Regions from separate parts of the Gossypium hirsutum genome. Here region 2 is linked to region 1. Evidence: chromatin contacts called from public Hi-C data. All regions are on one chromosome and are shown on one strand. Each heading gives the region's core, a stretch centred on a gene start, on an enhancer-like site or on the middle of the called end of the contact. The rest is flanking DNA. Distances are from core to core; before and after follow the strand shown.

Evidence for each region. Hi-C and Micro-C count contacts between places; a contact is called where the count stands out from the background.
Region 2: a Hi-C map of leaf shows a contact between it and region 1, with 2.0 times the contacts expected there. The contact joins the enhancer-like site here to the promoter of LOC121228177 in region 1. A contact is called at or near these places in 12 of 34 Hi-C or Micro-C datasets (anther, hypocotyl, leaf and 1 more).

The regions. Positions count from the first base shown.
Region 1 is chrA04:78,702,254-78,708,377 of Gossypium_hirsutum_v2.1, reverse strand. LOC121228177 reads left to right here and starts at 4,757. Exons shown (of 5, transcript XM_041111430.1): 1 at 4,757-5,029; 2 at 5,970-6,009. The coding sequence starts at 4,832.
Region 2 is chrA04:78,755,257-78,761,696 of Gossypium_hirsutum_v2.1, reverse strand. No RefSeq gene overlaps it. Among protein-coding and RNA genes, the nearest start is that of LOC107948956, 11 kb to the left of the region's middle. Within about 2 kb of position 2,041, at least 1 of the 9 cell types and tissues checked has an H3K27ac peak or open chromatin away from gene starts, as enhancers often do. A contact at or near this core is called in leaf, where this site is marked.

The DNA of each region.
Region 1 (6,124 bases), core at 3,508-6,007:
GATAAGTTGTTATGAAAATATATTTAAATTACAGAGATAAGGCTGATATATATTAATTAATTAGTCAATGTTGGCTTATGAATGATATAACTGTAACTAGCCATTGGTATGGCTTGTATTTAGTAAGTTTGAGATTCAAATTATTATGATTTTATCATGACTGATATGGCTACGAAATGAACAAACGATGATAATTATAAGGCTTGGTTGAATACCTTAAATTAATTCATAAATGTATTAAAATGTTGGTGAAGATAAATGATTAAATGAGTGAGAAATATGGCTTGGAAAATAGCCTAAGTATTAGCCACACGGGTTGAGACACGGTCGTGTGTCTCAACCGTGTGAGGGACACAGCTTGGAGACACGGGCGTGTAGCCCAGCCGTGTGGTTCGATTTGCATGCTGATGTCATAAACAGAAAGTTACACGTCCTGAGGACACGGGCGTGTCAAAGACACACGAGCGTGTCCCCATGTCCACACGGGTGTGTGACCCTATTTCTAGGGTAAATTTCCTAAGTTTTCCCGAATCTTCTCAGAGCTCTCAGTTTAGTCCCAAATTAATCCTAATGTATGTTTTAGGCTTTGTAGACCCAATTAAGGGACAACATGCATGTGTTTGAAAAGTTTGAATTAAAAGAAATTTTATGGCCCGATTTTTGCATGTATGTGTATGTTTAGGATCGATAATGCCTCGTACCTTGTCCCGGCATCTGATATGGGTAAGGGGTGTTACACATCTTATCCTAAAATTTATAACCCTTTAGATATTTGATTTTTTATTTAAAAAAAGAAGTTATAATTTTTAAAAACTTATACATGATTATTCATATTAGGGGAAAAAACCAATGCAAGAAATCTCTCGGAACTCTGGCGATAATATTCCTCAACTAGAAGTCGATAATGGTGATGGATCTCGGACGGATACAAACTGCATTACAAAGAAAGTCCATTTCAAAGAAGGAAATGGTGAGGAAGTCACTGATATGATGGTTGAATCTGGACCGAGTCCAAAGAGATCTTGAAAGGACAAATTTCTGGGGATTAAATTTAGAGCATCTGATAAGGTAAAGTTGGGTTCTTCTAGTGCCGATGCTGATGAAGATCTCGAGTTTTTGGAGGGCGAAATTCACAGATCTATCGTTAATGGTATTCCTGCCATTGATTTCTCGGAGAGGATTTGATGGTCGCTAAACTAACTAAAAATTCAACTAAGGCAAGCGCACTTATTGAACAGTAGTATAGTTGTGGTGAGACTGGAAATATCGTATCCACAAGGACTAAAAGTACTAGTAATTACTATCTTTTTATTATCTAGCTTAAGAATTAAAGAGATATTTTTAAACTAAGACTAATTATCTAATTAACTAAGAATACGACAGAGATAAAAGTTGGAAAATACTATTGGAAAACCGATGGAGAAGACAATATTAATCCGTAGAAATCCCTAATTTATGTTAATATCTCTCTCGAGACTAAGAACAACTGACTCTAGGTTGATTAATTGAAATATCTTTCTAATTAAAACTGCTATTGTCACATTAACTCGATCTATGGATTCCCTTATTAGATTTGACTCCAATCCAACAGATTTACGTCGTTCTATGTCTAGGATTGCATTCAACTCCGCTTAATTATGCTAGATCTACTATTAAACAGGGACTTTTGCTCCACTGAATAAGCACATCAAAACCTGAATTAATATCCTGAAATATTAAAGCAAGAATTAAGAACACATAATTAAGAATAAGAACAAGTATTTATCATATAATTCAAATAGTGATAAGATCTGTCTTAGGTTTCATCTCCCATAGGTATTTAGGGAGTTTATTTCATAACGATGGGGGAAAACATCTCAAAATTGAGAAAACAAAGAAACATAAAGAAACCTAAAGAACTTTTAAAGAAATTGAATGGAGATCTTCAGTCTTGTAGTAGATCCTGCTTCTGAGCTGATTCCGATAGCTGTCTTCGAATATTCCTTCTACTCTGTATATCCTCTTTTGATCCTCTTCTAGGGTGTTTATATAAACTTTGGAATGCCTAAAATAGCCCAAAATTATCCTTTTCCGAATAGAATTAGACTTGGGCTCGACAGGGACAAGGCCGTGTGCCACGCCTGTGTGAAGGTGCTCAGGCCGTGTGCAATTTTGATGTGGTTTAATGTCGACACGACCATGACATACGGGTGTGTGGCCTGCCCGTGTGTCACACACGGGTGTGTGAATTACCCATGTGGAAGTGCCTAGGCCATGTGGAACACTGAAATCAGCCTATTTTGTCCGTTTTTGGCTCGTTTCTTGCTCTTTTCACTTTCCTATGCTCTCCTGAGTATGAAACATGAAATTAAAGGATTAGGAGCATTGGATTCAATAAAACTAATGATAAGTCATCTATAAATATGCCAAGCATGGGATGAAAATATGTATATATTATGGTTTATCAAATATCCCCACACTTAAGCATTTTCTTGTCATCAAGCAAAATCCTCAACTCGCAATTAAAATAAATTCTTCTCAACTTATAATTCTCATAAAAAATGTTTTGAAGTAATCCACAAGTAATCATACATTGAGAATTCAACTAAAAGAACATTAAAGTTTCAAACAATCCAAGTTGAGCATTTTAATCATAAGATCATAGGTATTCCCCTTTATCTAAGTAATAACCTTTAACTCCAAATCGACAAGGGTTGACATCCTCACTAAAGATTCACTCAAATCACTCAAAGTGTTTAAGGTTCAATAATTAAGCACTCAATAGTCAAACATGAAAAGTTATTATCATAGGTTTGCATGAAAATTAAATCTCCAACACTATAAATGAGATGATACACAAAGCAAAAGGTCTTTAACAGGGTTGTAATGGGGCTTAGGTTAAAGGTGTGGATAAAGGCTGAAAAAGAGGGTTAGAATCGAGATTAATTTAATAAATTACCAAACTTAGAAAAATAAAGCTAATTACTGAATTACAAACAAGTGCCAGAATTAAACTATCCAAAACTAATGAAGTGAGCTTTTTCTCAATATAATAACTTTAACTTATCTAAGCTCTTTATAACAATATGTAATTATATGAATATAAATATAAGGTTTTTTTAATTATTTTTTTTAAAAATAAGAACAAGTACAATAATGGAAAGTACATAATAAGAAATAATTCAGCAGCTGAAATAAACGAACATAGTTAGGTAACTAATCAAATCAAATCTCGATAAAAAAGGAAGTCAATAAAAAGAGAGAAATTCTTAATGAATAAAAAAAAAGGTTAAGTTGTGGGTTAACATTAAGGGGAAAATCAAGAAACAATGGTTAAGGCTAAAAGGGGTTCACTAAGGGTCAATTATGTGGGTAGACTTTTTATGGGGTAAGTAGGTTAAAACCTAAGTGCCTTTATCATCTCAGTATATCAAATCAAAGATGTGGTCTTGACATGCATAATCGAAGCAAGTTCTAGAATAAAAAATCAATGTTGACACACTCATAACCAATAAAATAAGTGAGCAAGAAAGATATATGCTCTAAAAGACTCAAAATCTCACGAAAATTATGGGTATTTGATGTCAATCCTGTAAATTCAAATATCTCAATTCAGGAAACAACCTAGCAATTTTAATTCTCAAAAGTCAACTTATCATGCTTGATTCTCTAATGTATATATTATGGTTTATCAGGATTTAACAAATCCTGTTCAAAGAAATGGAACTCATGGTAGTTTTAAAATTACTCGGAAGAAACATTGGGTATAGAGCTCTAAACAATCGAATCAGTAGCCTTTGGAATCCTTCCAAGCCTTTTCATTTTATGGACATAGAGAATGAATATTATATGGCTAAATTTCAATCCATTGATGATTATACTAAAGTTTTGTCCCAGGGTCCTTCTTTGATTTATGGTCAATATCTTACAGTTCAAACTTGCACAAAAGAATTTAGTCCCTTACAACCTTATCCAAGCATGGTTTTGGCTTGGATATGGTTACCAGGTCTTCTAGGATTTTTATACAAAAAGAAAATTCTTGAAGAAATAGGAGGGATTATTGGAAAAGTTGTTCGGTTAGATTTCAATACCGATAGTAAGATTAGAGGCCGCTTTGCTAGGATGGTTGTTTACATCAACTTCGACAAGCCTTTGATTGCTCAAGTCCTTGTGAATGGCATGAACCAGAGAGTTGAATATGAAGCGTTGCCGACTATTTGCTTCACATGCTGGAAGCACGGTCATACTAAGGAGTTATGTGCTTCGCTGCAATCGGAGCTCGCACCGGAGAAGGACCAAATGAATGTTACTCCGACGGAGGTGGGGAAAGGAGGAGAAGGCGTTGTTTACGGGCCATGGATGGTGGTCAAAAGGAAAGCATAGAGCAATTCTCGGAATAATAATCTGATTAAAATGAATATAAGGGAGAAAGGCAAATTGGGTTCCAGATTTGATCTGTTGACTAATTTGGAAGGTTTGGTGGATTTGGAAAATGAGAAATAAGGGAGAAGATAAAAAGCTGGCCAAATTTTAGGTTAACTTGAAGGCTGGAGCTATTGTGGAGAAACAGAGACTTAAATCTCGGGGTAGCCTTAATTCTAATAGGAACATGCAGCTGGGGGGAGACAAAATGGGCTTTGGGACATTGAATTTACAAAAGGCAGATTTAGAATCTAATGGTCCAATAAGTCAGTCAAACCATGTGGAAGATTATGTTTTTTCAGTAGTCGGCCCAACTTTAAACAAGTCTATAGTGGACCTTTCAAGTAGTGAAGTGCTTTAGGCCAATAACGTGGTGGCCCCAAGCCGCACAGAACCAGCCTCTCTTTCTAATAAAGCAAGGAATTCCCTGATGCGTTTGATTGATTCTGATTTTAATTTTTTGACTGGCGATAAGCTTCTTAAAATGCATGTCAATAATTCCAATTCAACGCCAGTAAATATTTCTTGTTTTAACCTAATTTTTGTTGATCAGGGGGCGAACGTTGATGATGGTTCTGCTATGACATCCAAGCCTGCTTCTTCGAAGTTGAATCTGGTCGAAGTTCAGGTAGCTGATTCTTTTGGTGGATTAAATCGCAATAAACATACTGCTGTTTCTTTCAAAGAAAAATGACCAGCTGGTGGTGTTAATTTAGAAAGGACCTCTATGCAAAATTCAGGTGTTAACAAGAATCAGATTACGGGGAAAATAATGGGGGGTAAAGATGAGGGTTTTTGGGCCACTAGGAAAATAAATAAAATTACGCATGGGAAAGGGAATAATTTTAAAATTAAAAATTCTTTTAAATTTTCTTTGATTGATTCTATGTCTAGGTTGGCTCAGTCTGTTTCCATGCTTAAAAGTGCTGACTCAGGTGCATCTGACCCAAGTGCTAGTAAAAGAATTTAATTATGACTCGTATTGTTCTGGTTTAAATGGTTTACTGAGGTTTTGTTATTTTTATTATTTTCTTGTCTATTTTTTATGGATTTAAATCTTACAATTTTTTCTTGGAACTGCCAAGGCTGTGCGAGTAGTAAATTTCTCTGAGATTTTCATGTGTATAATCTTGAGCATAAAACGGATATTGTGTCTCTTGAAGCCGAGAGTCAGTGGTAAAAAAACTAATTCTATCATTGATAAATTGGGTTTTGATCTTTCTCATCGCATTGAGTTTGTTGGTTTTTCAAGTGGCATATAGGTTGGATGGAAGGATTATATTTCCATTAGTATTATTCATAATCATCCTCAGTTCATGGTTCTACGTATTCAGGGCAATAATTTTTATAATTTTTTTTTTATCTTTGTTGTGTATGGTAATCCTGATAGAGCTAAGAGGAAATCTCTCTGGACTGATTTAATGGATGTTTTGCCTCAGGATCCTTTAGCATGATTGATTTTGGGTGATTTTAATGTCATTATCTCTTCTAAGGATAAAAAAGGTGATCGCTCCCCAGGTCAGAGATGTAACTTATTTGGTAATTTTGTGGAATTGTGTAATGTGCAGGATCTTGGATTTATAGGACCATCCTTTACCTGGCAAAGAGGTAACACGCATGAGCGATTAGATTGAGCCCTAGCTAATGATGCTTGAATTTCTACGTTTCCACATACTCTCGTTTACCATCTTCCACGTATTAAATTGGATCATAGACCCATTCT
Region 2 (6,440 bases), core at 792-3,291, 56 kb before region 1:
TTTATAGTTAAATTTAAATAAAATATTTTTATCTATAATTGATTTGAATTAAATTAAAGAAATACATAATTGACAAATTACACAATAAGTTATACTATTTTCCCCAACTCAGTAATTATATATATATTTTTTGTTAAAAGTGGTAATTAAATTATTTTTCTATTACTCAAATCGCTTTAAACCTTAACACCGTTAAAAAAATTATTGACCAATTATATTGTGCCACATTAGCACTAATGCATTATTTTTCTGATTTTATAAATTTATATTAATATTAATTAAAAATAACTATATTAATTATTAAAAAATAAAAAAAATTCCCTCCCTCTACCTTTACGCCTGCCCTTGTCTCTCTCCCCTCCCTCCCCCCCCCACCCTGACCTTCTCCCTATCTCCTCCCCCCTCTCGGCTCCCTCCTCCCCACCACATCTATCCCCTTCTCCCCTACCAACCTTCCCTCCCCTTGACTCTCTCCCTAACATTCAAATGCCATAAAATAGATGAAATTTAACCTAAAAAAAGCTATTAATTTCAATGATTTAAACAAAAACTCAAAGATGTCCAAATCTAACAAACCTAGAATTTCATACCAAATCAAACTACAAGAAATTAAATTAATTAAATTTTTAAAAAAAATTCAATTAATTATTGTTTATGTGCTTCTATATAAATAAAAGATTACATGATTTCATCAAAAAGGATCTATTTTCATAAAGTTTGGGTTTCAACCATTGTTGATAGAGGCTTGTGAGTAGAGTGAGAGGGACGACAGGGTGTGGGGGTGGGGGGGACGGGAGGAGGGGATGGTAGGGGAAGGAGAGGGAAGTATTTTTTAATAATATTAATATAAAATCAGAAAAATAACACATGGGTGTTGATGGGCACAATATAATTGGTCAATGGTTTTTTTAACAGGGTTAAGATTTGGGGTGATTTGAAAAACAGAGGAATAACTTAAGTAATACTTCTAACAAAAAAAAAATTTAGGTCAATGTGGTATAGATTAGAGTGTAATTTTTTAATTACGCCTTAAAAAAAAATACCTGTTCAAATCCGATTTAATACAAATTGAATAAATAGCTAAAACTTTAGAGAGACTTTAATACAGTTTAAAGTGTATTTACAAGTTACATTGAGTGTTACTAGTTGGACATTCATGAGCTTTGTAGATTCCTTTGTTACTGACACCGATAGGAATATGTGAAATAGATGGTATGCACAATGTATATCCATTAGTTTCTGATTCATCCTATAATGCTTGACTTAGGAATGACAATGGAGCAGAGCAAGGATGAATGTTGCCAAATTTACCACCACTCTATTTTTAGCATGTTCTGCTTTACTACCCACTCCGCTTCACTACATATGTATAATTTTGAAACAACTACCACCTCCTTGGGTGCTGAATGCATCCATCGCTCGCCCCACTTGATATGCCACATCATGGTTGGTCCAAGCTAAGAAACCTAATAAAGATAGACCCAAGCCCAAGCCCATTAATATGGACTTAAAGTTATGTAAGAGCACTTACTAAGTTGCTAACTATGATCCAAATTGAAGAAAATGAAGCTAGGAATATTTTGGGCATTGAAAGACTAATGGGTCAATTTATGAAGAGGCAAATTTGGATGGAAGTTGGAAGCACTTTAGTTGGAGAAATATTTGCTAGTCAAGAGTTAAAAGTTACAAAAAAATCCAAGATTCATACATCAACTTGAATCATTTGTTCATATTGATTCACATGCCCAAAAATTATGAATCATATGTACATGGAAAGTTTTGAGAGCTTTTTTTCCAATGCATTAAACGAAATGTCTTTTGGAGTTTTCTACAAAGAGTTATGAATATTTTAAAGAAGGCTATTCAAGAGAATGAATCTAGACGAGTTAATAAATGCCTTCTTTTAATTCAATATCTTGTGCATGTGTTAGATGAATATGTGACCCATGAAGAAGATAAAGTTGTCTAAGTTCAAGTGGGTAACTTTGAGCAAATTACTCATGATAAGGCTGAACAACTGCATTGTACTTATAAGAAATTTTGGCCCAATTACAGATGCTTAAAAGTGATGAATCCAAGCCCATTTAAGAGAAGTCCAAGTTCAATTCATTTATGGTTTGCAAGAGAATTGGATGATTCCTAAGTAACTTCTGAATTTATTTAATTAAATGCTTTCATTACATAAAATAGAATGCATGAATGAATGTACATTAAATGCGTGTATTTAGTTAATTAAGTAATTATGTATATATTTAGGATTAGATGTATGTGTTTGGTCATTAGTGTAAGTATTTATGCATGTAAAAGCATGAATTTTGTAATTATGCATGTATGTAGGATTGAATGCATGTACTTAGTCATTACTGTAATTATTAATCCATGTACTTAGCCTTTAAGTTACCTATGCTTGGGGGGATGTCAAAGTTCTTATAAATACCCTTTCATAGTAATGAAATGATAGATGTTGAATGTTCTTAATTTTAGAATTAGCTTATTGCTATTCGTATTAAGCAAGCTTCCTTTTTTAAGTGGCGAGTAACCTGATTCTTATCGCTCTACCTTCTTTCTTTCTAAAAGTGTGGCGAATCAACCTAGTTGTTCTTTGTTTGTGGCAGATTTTTCTTATCAACCAAGGCTGTTAGGTTTTCTTCGTCTTTATTTTTTCAATTTTTTCCTTTGTTTTAAGTTGTAATTGTCTTTAAACATTTCTTTTGATATTTTCTTGATCCCAGGGCACATAATATCCTACTCCACTTCACGTCAATTTAATTTTTATTAATTATTTTTAATATTGTTAATATTTTTAAATTCCAACTAATATTTAATCATAAAGCATCTGCTTTTTTTCTATACACCATTAATACAAATTTACCCTTGTAATAATTATATATATACAAGAGTAAAATGATAATTTCTTATGGTGGAATCTGGCGGAGTGATGTAAATATTTACCATAATCGCTTCATACTTATTGTCCAAAAAATTTCACTTGCCTTATCATGTCTCACATCCACTTTTTTTTTTTTTTTAAATTCACTCTAATTGAAGTGGAATGGTTTGGAATCTATAGAGTGATTTAGGTTTTTTCATCCTAGGTCATTTTCATAGTGTTGGTAACATCAAACACAATTTTGGCTTGATAATTCATTCCCTCACTTCATTCTTCAATTAGGTGGAAGATACCCAACTACCACAAGATCCTTCAGTTTCACATGAAAACATGACTCGATTACAATGTTACTAATATGAAAAAATATGTTAGATTTATTCCTGTTTTTGATAAATTGTGATAAATTTTCCCTATTTGCATACATCGTAATGTTGTGATTAAATTTGAATTGCGGAATCACAATTTGATTCTAGATTTGCATTTTAACCTCTATTTCCTTAAATCCTAAACTAGAAAGCCTAAAATGAACTTTATTTAAATTGAAAATATCCTAACTCAATAATTTTGAAATTTGATCCGTAAACGTAAATACAATTTAAAAAATATCATTACATATAAAAAAACTGAAATTATTAAGTTAGGATATTTTTACGTACAATAATATTTTTAGGTGGGCCATCTGGCTGAACTATTGCTCATATACTTCAATGGCTCGAAAATTATTGTTATGGATAATTCCCTATCTATGCTCTCCTTAGCTCGTTGGTCTTGAAGCTCAACCCACAGTGCATGCCCTGTTGTCCAATGCATTTTTTGCCTTCTTAGATCTATCATACGGAGCCTTTTGTATGGTTGTTGAGAACTACAAAAATAAAATCCTACTTAAAAAATATAAATTTAATAGATAGTAATAAGTAGGGTTGTATCTAAAAATATCGGTAATAACTTTATTTTTTAAAATAAAAACAAGCTACGCAAACATGATGAGGGGATTTTATAGGATCCAAACAAAAATCAAATTTTTTTGGGTAAAAAATAAAACCAAAGTTATTACATCAAATTACTAAGTAAATAAACCATTTAAAATTGAGGGAAAATCAATAAGAAGTAGATTTAGCCAAAGGTAAAATCTTCGTTTGGTTTACAAAATTGTTCATCAATGAAAGATATTTTGGTGTTATTTAATAAATTAATTATAATTGTTGACATCGTGCCTAGCAACCAATCTTTCTTTATATTGTTCATAACCAAGAAGAAGCTTGTTGAAAAATTTCCCTTTGTCGATAATAACCTTATAGCATTAAGAACGAGAGAGACCTAATTCTAATCAATAAACACATAAAAATGGGGTGTATTTAGATTAGATCACATGTCCACACAACTAAGCATTAGAATCAATTAAACAATTATGAGTTTAACTATTCTAACTGACAAGGCAAATATTATAAGTTATCAAATATGGGCCTTATATTCAATAAACCTGAATATTTGTAATTAAAAAAAATAAAGAAAATATGAAGACCAATTAGATCTCACAAACTTTTTGAATCAAACTTCTAAGTTCCTTTGACTAGAAAAGAGATTTTAGCAATCCATGAACAGGAAGAAAGCAAAAATAATGAAAATTGAAATAAGCTGGAAATTTAAAAAAAGTAAAAGTTGTTTCAAATCCTCTAAATGATCTTATTTGAAAATTTTATTTGACCTAATTAGGTTTACACGCTTGCTTGAGCTAAAAGTCTTGAAAATGGATGAAAACACCTTTGCTTTTCGAAGTTAGAATGCCAATTTTGCCTTCACAAACGTGCGTCGGTGTTGGGACTCATGAGCTCTCGCATTGTGGAACCAAATGCTTTAAAATTTTCGAGTCAAGGCTTGGGTTTGCTATAGTGTTAGATTTCTAGGCCGCGGCTTACACATCCTTCCTCTCCTATTCTGTGTTTTGCTTGAATTTGACTCAATATTTTGCTTCTAATGGTTCTCGAACTCACTTCCCAAGATTGTATGCACCTAATTATAGTCTCAAAACACTTAATTAATTAATAAATACATATAAAATTAAAGCATAAATAACTTAAAATACTAATGTATGAAAATGTGACACTAAACATGCAAATTAAGTTAAGAAATGATATTTTACTTGAGAATCAATGAAAACTAAAGTAATAAGGACCTAAAATATATAAATTATGAGTACTTCTCACCTCTTGATGTTTTGGGGCTCTATTGAAATTTCTTGGACGAATCCAAACTAGAATTTCATCTGTTCAAGCTATTGCCACTCCACAATGTGGAAGTAGATGATGGGTACTCACCCTCTGAATAATATATGTTGCTTGAAAGTAGTCTCCGATATGATGACAAACACCATTTTGTCTTGCTAGGAAAACCACCTAAATTGTAAAATATTACAATTATATTTATATTTATTAACAGTAATATTGAATTTCATTGAATGCAAATACCACATCAACACAACTCTTCCTCGGCTCATTGATTAATTTCTCGTTGCATCCATGTCAAGTCCCTCCTATAACACCTTTTTTTTTTTGGAGAGTTGGAGAGTTTGAGAGGATTTTGGATAGGAAGAAAATAGAAACATGTGGGTATTTATAGAGTGGTCGACACCTATGGTTGTTAATTTCCACTATATTTAATAGGTTGGTTGAGCCAACGACCAAATAAATTTTCAATTTAAACTAACGTTTAGAGTGTGAATACCGCAACAAAAAAGATAAATAAATGAGGCGGTGTCTTGGAAACACAAAAATATATAGATTTTTTTAGCACATTTTGAGCTTTAATTCATGTAGTAAATTTTGTCGAAATTCATTCTTTAATTATAAAATAATTAATTTGCACTTAAATTATTAACATATTGAATTTTAATTATTTTTATAATAAATTTACACAAATTTAGTTTATTTTCGACAGTTTTGTACAAAATGTGAAAATTGACTCTGTAGACACCTTGAAAGGCTTGAACTGTTGGATAAATTTTTGCATCAAGTGAACCAAGACCAAGGTTGAATATTTTTCCAGCCAATGATGGTCCAAATGATGATTATTTTATGTACTTTATATTTAATTTTTATCCAAAATTAATTGGGTTGAAATTTAATATAAAGCCTGAAGAAGAAAGCCTCCCAGTATGCTAAGAGGAGAAGACTGATACACAAAACAAATTGGCATCTCAAAACCGTCCAATAAGTTGACCCAATCAGCTGATTTTTTTTTTATGCTTGCAAAACAACCATCAAAGTTTCTTTAAACTCCGTTCAAACCTTTCCACTTTTTTGCCTTTGAATATTTGCCTCAAGTTAAATATAGAAAAGTTTGAATTATTCAAACTTGCTCCTTTTTTGGATGACCAAGGAAGAGTGTATGACTACTAATTATTTGCTATTTTTAGCAGCCATTCGCGCCTATAAATACCCCCATTGGTTACCTCATTTAACACACCTTCGTTTCCCACATATCTCTTCTTTCCTCTATTCCATTTTCCTTTATTTTCCCATTTCCCTTGTCCATTTCTTTGCCGATTTCCTCT